2 separate regions of the Mus musculus genome follow, and region 2 is linked to region 1. Evidence: chromatin contacts called from public HiChIP or PLAC-seq data. All regions are on one chromosome and are shown on one strand. The core of a region is the stretch at or near the end of the contact, and the rest is flanking DNA. Distances in the headings are between cores, read along the strand shown.

Evidence for each region. HiChIP or PLAC-seq counts read pairs in DNA pulled down with a chosen protein or histone mark.
Region 2: a CTCF HiChIP or PLAC-seq map of the NIH/3T3 cell line shows a contact between it and region 1, with 10 read pairs. The contact joins the promoter of Pdlim2 here to the enhancer-like site in region 1. A contact is called at or near these places in 9 of 39 promoter capture datasets (3T3-L1-derived adipocytes, the C10 cell line, HPC-7-derived erythroid cells and 5 more), 5 of 15 datasets of contacts at CTCF or cohesin (the G1E-ER4 cell line, the NIH/3T3 cell line, embryonic stem cells and 2 more), 52 of 484 Hi-C or Micro-C datasets (the AML12 cell line, B cells, the Ba/F3 cell line and 26 more), 5 of 115 datasets of contacts at active chromatin or transcription factors (the HPC-7 cell line, embryonic stem cells, epiblast stem cells and 1 more) and 4 of 9 other capture datasets (adipose tissue, embryonic stem cells, liver and 1 more).

What each region holds. Positions count from the first base shown.
Region 1 is chr14:70,133,810-70,137,684 of GRCm38.p6, reverse strand. It overlaps Bin3 (bridging integrator 3), which reads right to left. Exons shown (of 9, transcript NM_021328.4): 7 at 3,094-3,235; 8 at 2,815-2,949; 9 at 1-546. The coding sequence ends at 400. Among named protein-coding and RNA genes, the nearest start is that of Ccar2, 18 kb to the left of the region's middle. Within about 2 kb of position 2,309, at least 75 of the 459 cell types and tissues checked have an H3K27ac peak or open chromatin away from gene starts, as enhancers often do. A contact at or near this core is called in the AML12 cell line, the HPC-7 cell line, the NIH/3T3 cell line and 4 more, where this site is marked.
Region 2 is chr14:70,175,061-70,178,643 of GRCm38.p6, reverse strand. Pdlim2 (PDZ and LIM domain 2) reads left to right here and starts at 1,829. Exons shown (of 10, transcript NM_001253736.1): 1 at 1,829-1,965; 2 at 3,337-3,431. The coding sequence starts at 3,339.

The DNA.
Region 1 (3,875 bases), core at 1,060-3,559:
AAGAGTCCTGAGAGGATGGTGGCTTTCCTAGAGTAGGTCCTCTGGAGGTAGACAGCTAAGGCTTCAAGTTCCACAGGAAGCCCAGGCCCTTCCAAAGGCTCCTGTTGGCCAGACACTATAGCACACTCTGGACGGTTCTGGAAGTAAAAAGGCCCCAGGGTTTTTCTACATTGCTTATCAGCACTGGACACAGGGAAGCAGCAGCCTGTGAGGCTCCTAGTATCAGGCTTAAGGACATGGAGACATTTAAGTCAGAGAACTGGCAAGGTACAATAGTGGCCACCTGTCTCCAACTGCCTGGCCATTGGGAGGTCCATGAATCCATGCCCGCTAGGAGCAAAGCCTATAGAGATGTCACCTGTGTCCCAAAGAGTCTAAGGACTCCTGAGGGACAGGGGCTCAGTCATCAGCCACGATGGAGAGGGCTCGGAGTTCACTTAGTTTGGTCTCATTTTCCCGCTCTCGCTGCTCATCTGAGTGGCCTGGCTGGTCAAGCTGCTGGGTCAGGTCTCCAAAGATCTTATGCATTTCTGAGTAGTATATAACCTGGGTAGGAGACAAGAGTTGTTGGCAGGAACTGGACTCCAGTTCTACACAGCACTCAGTCAGCAAAGCAGGTGAGAGGCACAAGCAGGGCCTGGCTCTGGGTCTGTGGGTTGCTCTGGCTGAAGGCGGTGGGGTGTGTCTCTCACTTGTTCCATCACTGCCTCTTAGACCTCACCCTATCTATCTATCCCTCAGCAGTCTAGGGGTAGGGAACCACAGCTGGGGCTTTTGGAAATATATACCACAGAGAAAGGTTTGTCAAGACCAAAATAGCTAGATTGGGCAGGGAGACTACATTTGAGGGTGCCAGAGGGCAGTATGTGGGCAAGGGCAGGCCTGGGGCTTACTGCTGTTTCTAAGCAAGGAGAGGAGCCAGGGGCTTTTGGTCATGGAAGAAGAACCCAGCAGACATTGGCTCCCCAAGTCTTGAGAGCTGGCCCTAGAAGTCCAGTTAAGGGAGGTGTCAGCTCCCCAGATCCCACCCCTTCCCAGTTTTGCTAGTTATCACATCTAGGTTAAGTTGCCTGGAAGAAAAGCAGCACTGATGTGGTGAGAGTGACTGGGTGAGAGGTGGGAGGCAGGTCCAAGAGTGGAGGGGTTTCTCTATGTGATAGATGGCGACTTTTCCACAGAGGCTAGAGGCCATTTCTGCCTCAGCTTCCACTTCCTGATGTGACATCACATCTCATCAAAGTGTCCCCATTCTTCAAGCACCTCAACTTTGAGATGTCTCTAGGATTCTCCTTCCATCTAAGAAACCAGACGATGGGGACTGGGAGGGTGGCTGTGCAGCAAGGGCCAGTGGGACATGGTATCCTAGGAAGTCTCTTTAGAATCCCCAGCTAAGTTGTAGCGGGCCAGGTACCCCCGCCCCCAATCCCTGCCTAAGACACAATGCCTGTTGAGTCATCTGGAATGCGCACTTCTCTAGTGACTAATAGCAGCAGCAGCCGGGTGAGAAGGAGGCTGGCACAGGGAGAGGTGGTAAACAACCCTGGCTACCCTGCTGCTTGGTTACGGGGTACCCCATAGCCTGGGCACCCTGCAGCTTCCTCTAAGGATCTGGGGGTGGGGATGGTGTATGCAGCTCACTAGAAGCAGAGGCAGGTGTCAGCAAAAGAGAGCAGGCCAAGATCTCCTGTAAATCCAGGCCTCATCCAAACAGAGGGTGCAGCAGCTGGAAGGCAGCCCTCACCTGCAGGGACTACAGGAGAGCATCCTCCCGCTTCTGTTGTCTGTCTCACTCCCTAGAGAGCACCGGACTGAAAACGTGTCACTAGCAAGTCCAGGCTCCAGTCCAAACCTTGCCTGGGCTTCTTGATGGGCATTCTACGCCATGGCTTTGGGTATCATTCCAAATGAAGGCTGGGAAGTGGGAATCAGGCTTTACCATGGCCCCTGTGGCTAGGAAAGCAACAGGGAATGATGATGTCCACTGGAGGGCAGCAGAGGTGCAGCTAAGACAAGAAGCAGGGCAGGCAGAATTTGTGGACAAGAAGCCTTAGCTTGGTGGCCAGAGAGTGTTGGAGTCCAGAGATGGAAGCCAATACCCGCGATCAGTGAGGAGGTCTGTGTGCAGAAGCCCTGCTCCTGGCTCCAGTACCACTGCCTCTCCCACCTTGCCAGTGGTGAGAACAAGCCTGAAGATGAACAGCGAGAGGAGGGCAGGAGCCTGCTGCATGCCATCCCAATTGGACCCAGCAGCAGGAGACACTGGGCTCCGACTGGGTTTTACCCTCTTTCTGGCTGCCACCCCCATACTGGTCTGCACTCCCATTTGTTCTCCACGAGGGGGCACTTCATATCTAGTGGCCAGCATTTCAGAGCCTATTCAGGACCCCTCCCTAGGAAACTGAAAGTTAAGACTCCTGTGGTCTCTGGCTAATGGAACTCTCCTATTGGGCTCACAAGCAGTCACTACTGGCCTCTCAAAGGATCTGCTCAGTCAAAGTGGTAGCTAAAGATGCAATCAGGGCTTTTCTTGCTTGCTTAATTAAGCAAGGGAGGAAGAACTCAAGGGGCGAAGAGTTAAACAAAAAGGAACCCTGTCTATCATAGGGTTGGGACTGAGTGGATTGCCAATGGAGGATACCCAACAGAAGTTCCAGTACAGTATCAGTGCCAGGCACCAGGGCTGACTAGGACAACACATGAACTTTCATAGAGCCTGGTGCAGGGAGGTGTTGCTGTCTGTGCAGAGCATGGCTATGTCTAACGGGAACTGGGTTCCTACAAAGATGATTCCCCAAGGGAAAAGCCTTGTCTCACCTGTGCCCGGATCAGGGACTCAAAGCTGGGTTGGAAATAGTCAAGTCGGCTGCCATAGAACCGCGGCATCTCATCCAGGAGTTGTTTATTCTTGGCCTCAAAGTCTTCCCGCACAGGACGTAGCTCTTCTCGGGCCTGGGGAACAAGACCTTGGAGTCAGGGCTGTCACTGAAGGGGGCAGGGTGGGTGGAAATAGCTAGTATCCTGGTTCCGCAGGTCCTGAAAGGAGGACCCCGTGGCAATGGTTGTTCCATTTAGCCTATTGCGTCTCCCCTGTACCTGGTGGAGCTTGGCCAGCACGGGGCCAGTCTTCTCCTTTTCCTCGTACTTCTCCACCTTGGCCTGCAGCCTCCCGTAGTCCTGCAAGGCCTGCTCCCGCCGCTTCACCGCCATGTTGAGGCTTGGGAATATGCTGCTGAACCTGTTGGGCACAGCCTGGTTGGAAACAGGCTTCTCATGTGGGGGTGTGTCCCAGTCACTACGTACTCAAACACATGTGCGACACACCTACTATGTGCCAGTCTCATAAGGCTCTGAGGCTTTGGGGCTTGTACAGGTGGGATGGCGTGGGGCACAGACAGTACTGAGAGCTCTCCCCAGACCCAGATGTTAGGCTGTGATTGCCGGTGCTCCCTGTCCTGCTGCGGAGCCTCAGCACGAGGTCAGCAGGGCTGGAATCCGACTGTATACACTAAAGACCAAATCAAACCAAACCAACAGGGGAAGGCAGGGCCACAGCCAGGGAGTGATGGTCTGGAAAGGGCTATGAGTATCCATGTTTGTCAACACCTTCTCTACTATGTCACAGTGCCACTGGCAGGAGACAAAAAAGAAAGATCCTGGCTAAGGGTTCCTTTACACCGTGAGGAAACACAAAGGGAATGGTTCTCCCATTAAAAGAACAAATGGAAAAAGCACGCTTTAGAAAGATGGTCCCAGCCGCTCCTACCTAACACAACTGAAAAGGAGTATGGTGTGACTACTCAGACGACTGGCCACGCAGAGCAGGCTGTGTTTGAAAAGTTTTGGCATTTGTGTGTAACCATCATCAAGGCTACCTT
Region 2 (3,583 bases), core at 580-3,079, 41 kb before region 1:
AGGGGGGGGCGGGGACCGAGGCCCCCAAAGAGCTGTGGAAACTGCTTTTCCTGGCTTTGTTTCCCAGTTGCTGTGGTAAAACACTGTCAGAGTCAGGGTTTCTATTGTTGGGATAGAACATGACCAAAAGCAACTTGGGGAGAAAAGGGTTTTTACAGTTCCACAACACAGTCCATCATCAAAGGGACTCCAGGCAGGAAGTCAAGCAGGAGCGATGGGGCTTGATCTTCAGGGCTTGCACAGCCTGCTTTACTTATACCACTCAGGACCACCTACCAAGGGATGGAACCGCCCACAGTGGGCTGGGCCCTCCCGCATCAATCAGCCATCAAGAAAATGTTCCCCCCAACAGCCACGCCCACAAGACAGTCTGAGGGAAGCAATTGCCCGGTGAGGTGAGATTCCCTCTTTCCACAGAACTCTAGTTTGTATCAAGTCGACAAAAAGTAAACAGCACACCACGCAACACCACACACACAGTTAAAGGAAGCCATGACACTCGAGGATCGGACAGTGTGAACCCCAGGCAGTGCCTGCCCTACCCGAGGGCTGCTCAAGAGGTTTTCAGGGAACTGAGGGTAGAGCTTAAAAGGGAGAATACGTACAGATCTGGGGCCCTGTCTTCAATCCCCAGCACCAAACCAAACAAACATAAAAGGCTTCCAAACTAGCTGCGGAGGGAGAGCAGGTGCAGCAGACAAGGGGCCCCTCTTGGAGGCCCCTGGAATTAGTCTGTGGTAGAGCCATTTACCTGCCCAAGGAGAGACTGTGGGAGGTGGGGCCAGGGAGGCAACCTGGCTGGCTGGGAAGTGCAGAGACTCTGAGCCACACCGATGCGCGTCGTAGGTGAGGAGGATGGTGAGGGTGGCGAGGGCAATTCTCTTGGGGAACTCGGAGAGAATGACTCACACCCGAGGCAGGCAGGTTACAGCTGGGTCCACAGGTGTGCTCTACGCTGTGCCAAGTTGTAAGAGCAACTGAAGAGGCAGGAGGCAGCTGCGTGGGCTCTCAACTCCCCAGGGCAAGAGTTGCCAGGTATAGCTCTGGGGGACCCTCTGGTCAGATGGCTCCTCCTTCCTGGGCCTACACCTGCTCTCCCCACCTCCACACCGTTGCCCTGAGTCATGGAGTCTGGCATAGGAATTGGGCAGACAGGGTCCTCCGTAGTGCTTAGAGCTGGCCCATGCCAGGCAGAATGGTGGGAGAGGAGGTGCCTGATGACCCTGCCAAGTGCTCTCTATCTCCTCTGGGTCTGGGCATGTCTCCCTGCTCAGGGCAGGCTTGCGGGGGTATCTGGGGCTAAGTCACTGCGCTGGCAGTACAAAGCCAGGGGCATCTGTCTGGGAAGAGATAGGAGGGTGGAGGTGTGGCCCAGGCTTGAGATGTGTGGGTATCGGGACTGTATCTGCTCCAACATCGGAGCCAGGAGTGGGCAGAAGAATCGGATGGACCACAGACAGGTCCATCAAGCCAGCGGTTGTCTGACAGAGGTCTGGGGACCGCGACATCGAGGGATCCTTTCCTATTGTGGGGTGGGACGCAGTCTCTGTATACTGCGCACCGTGGGGATGGTTTGTCATTTGAACCGACCCCCTGTGCTTAGGGACAGTCCGGAGGATGTGGACACCTCGGAAGGGTCTCAGTCTAGAGGCGGTTTTCAGGAGGGTCTGCTCTTCTCGCTCGCCCACTTCCAGCTCCCCCACAAGGCGCGGGCCAGGTGGCGGCGCCCCGGCTCGGCAGCGCAGAGGAGGCGGCTTCCCGGGCCAGGGGCGGCGGCAGGGGCGGCCCCGGGATCACATGGGCGGAGGCAGGTCTGGGAGCCCCGGGCGAGCTCTCCCTAGAGTCGGACAGACGGCTGCGGTGGAACGGCGGCGGCTCCTCGTCCTTACTCCCTCCGTTCTTCCCTCCCTCCTTCCCTTTCCTGGCTGGCCTGACCGCCCAGCCCGACAGGCAAGCGGCAGCCAGGTGAGCGCGCGCCCACCTGCACCCTCCGCGGGCCACCGCCCTCGGCGATCTCCTCCTCACCGGACCCTACCCTCGGCCCAAAGCCCCTTTTCCCTGAAACTTCTCTTCGACCTGGATACCCCTTGGCTTGGGTTCTCCCCTGACCCAGACACTCGTCCTCTAGTCCCAGTCCCAGTCCCACCCCCAACCCCCTCCGCCCCGGGGTATTTTGGACTTGTTGGGAAGCAAGCTTGAGAACTGGTACTGGGGACAGCCAGACTGACAGCTAGGCAGTTCACTGAGTCCACTGGTCGGCTCAAAGGTCTGAGAATCTCAGGGCGTTTTCAGTCTTTCTGTGATCAGCCTGGGACACCGTGGCTGGGCCTGGGTGAAAGGCAAAGCCAGTTGCCTGGGGGACAAGACAGTCGGACTGCTGGCCTGGACAGCCTCCCCCTCCCCCCAGGCCTTGATGTTCTTGAGATATTGGACATACTTGCTGACCCATATCTCCCCAGGGACAGCCTGAGGATGGGTGCTGGGCTGGGTGGTGCCCAGGCTGGCATTGCAGCTTCCTGCCTGGGTTGGCTCCTGGCTCCAGATCTAGAGGCTCAGGAAATCCTAGGAGGGCCTGGTCCACAAGGACACTCCCTTGTGGGTCAGCGGGGGCTGTGGATGAGAAGTTTGTGGCCAAACTGGCAGCATCATGAACTTGCCCTGCTGGCCAGTACCAGGGTGGCTGTGGGTGTGGGTGTGCTTCCCTTGGCAGATGAGCCTTGGCCTCCTTTCTCAGGCTGCTCACTAGGGTGCAGCAGGCCCCTAGAGGAGGTAGCAAGCTTCCTCTTGTTCATCTGAACCCAGCTGTTGGGGTCAGGCAGGGAGCCAGGTAGCCCCTCTGAAGACCTTAGTCTGACACCTGCCAGCCCCAGCCTCTGCTAACTTCTTGCTGTCTGGTGGGGCTATCCTGAGGCTTGCTGTCCTCCTGTATACTCTATACAGAGTGTAGAAAGTATTTTGTGCTCTTCGTTTAGGGAACAGGAAACAGGTAGTGAAGGGGTGCGGGGTGCGTTCACTCCTACCACCTGCTAATTCCTTCCCACAGTTCTCCACCAAGCACTTGTATGGAAGTCTGACCTCTTGTCAGTGGGACTGCTGCCTGTCTTAGGGGATCTACTAGTCTGAAGACCCTAGAAGGGGGAACTCAGAGTCTTCAAGGCCTCCCAGGGTGGGGGGAAGTGAAACTCTTAGAAGAGGGAGGGACTTAGTCACTTCCTCTGTCACCACCCGCCAGGCCCAGGCCCTGCTGGGCTGCTCTGAGACCAGCCACCGTCTTCTCCCTTTGCTTTGGGGTGTACTGTGGAAGTGGGCCCCACCTCCCAGTCTTCTCTTCCTCAGGCATGGCGTTGACTGTGGATGTGGCAGGACCAGCACCTTGGGGCTTCCGAATTAGCGGGGGCAGAGATTTCCACACACCCATCATTGTGACCAAGGTAAGGGCTGTTTTTAGGAGATAAGGAGCTAGCTACCCCCTGAAAGGGGGTCTTGTTCCCCACGGGTACTTTCCCCAATTTGTTCTGGAGCCTGGAGTCTTCTGGGGCAATGTTGGCCAGGGGAACAGTTGTGCTTTGTGGCATGAGTATGT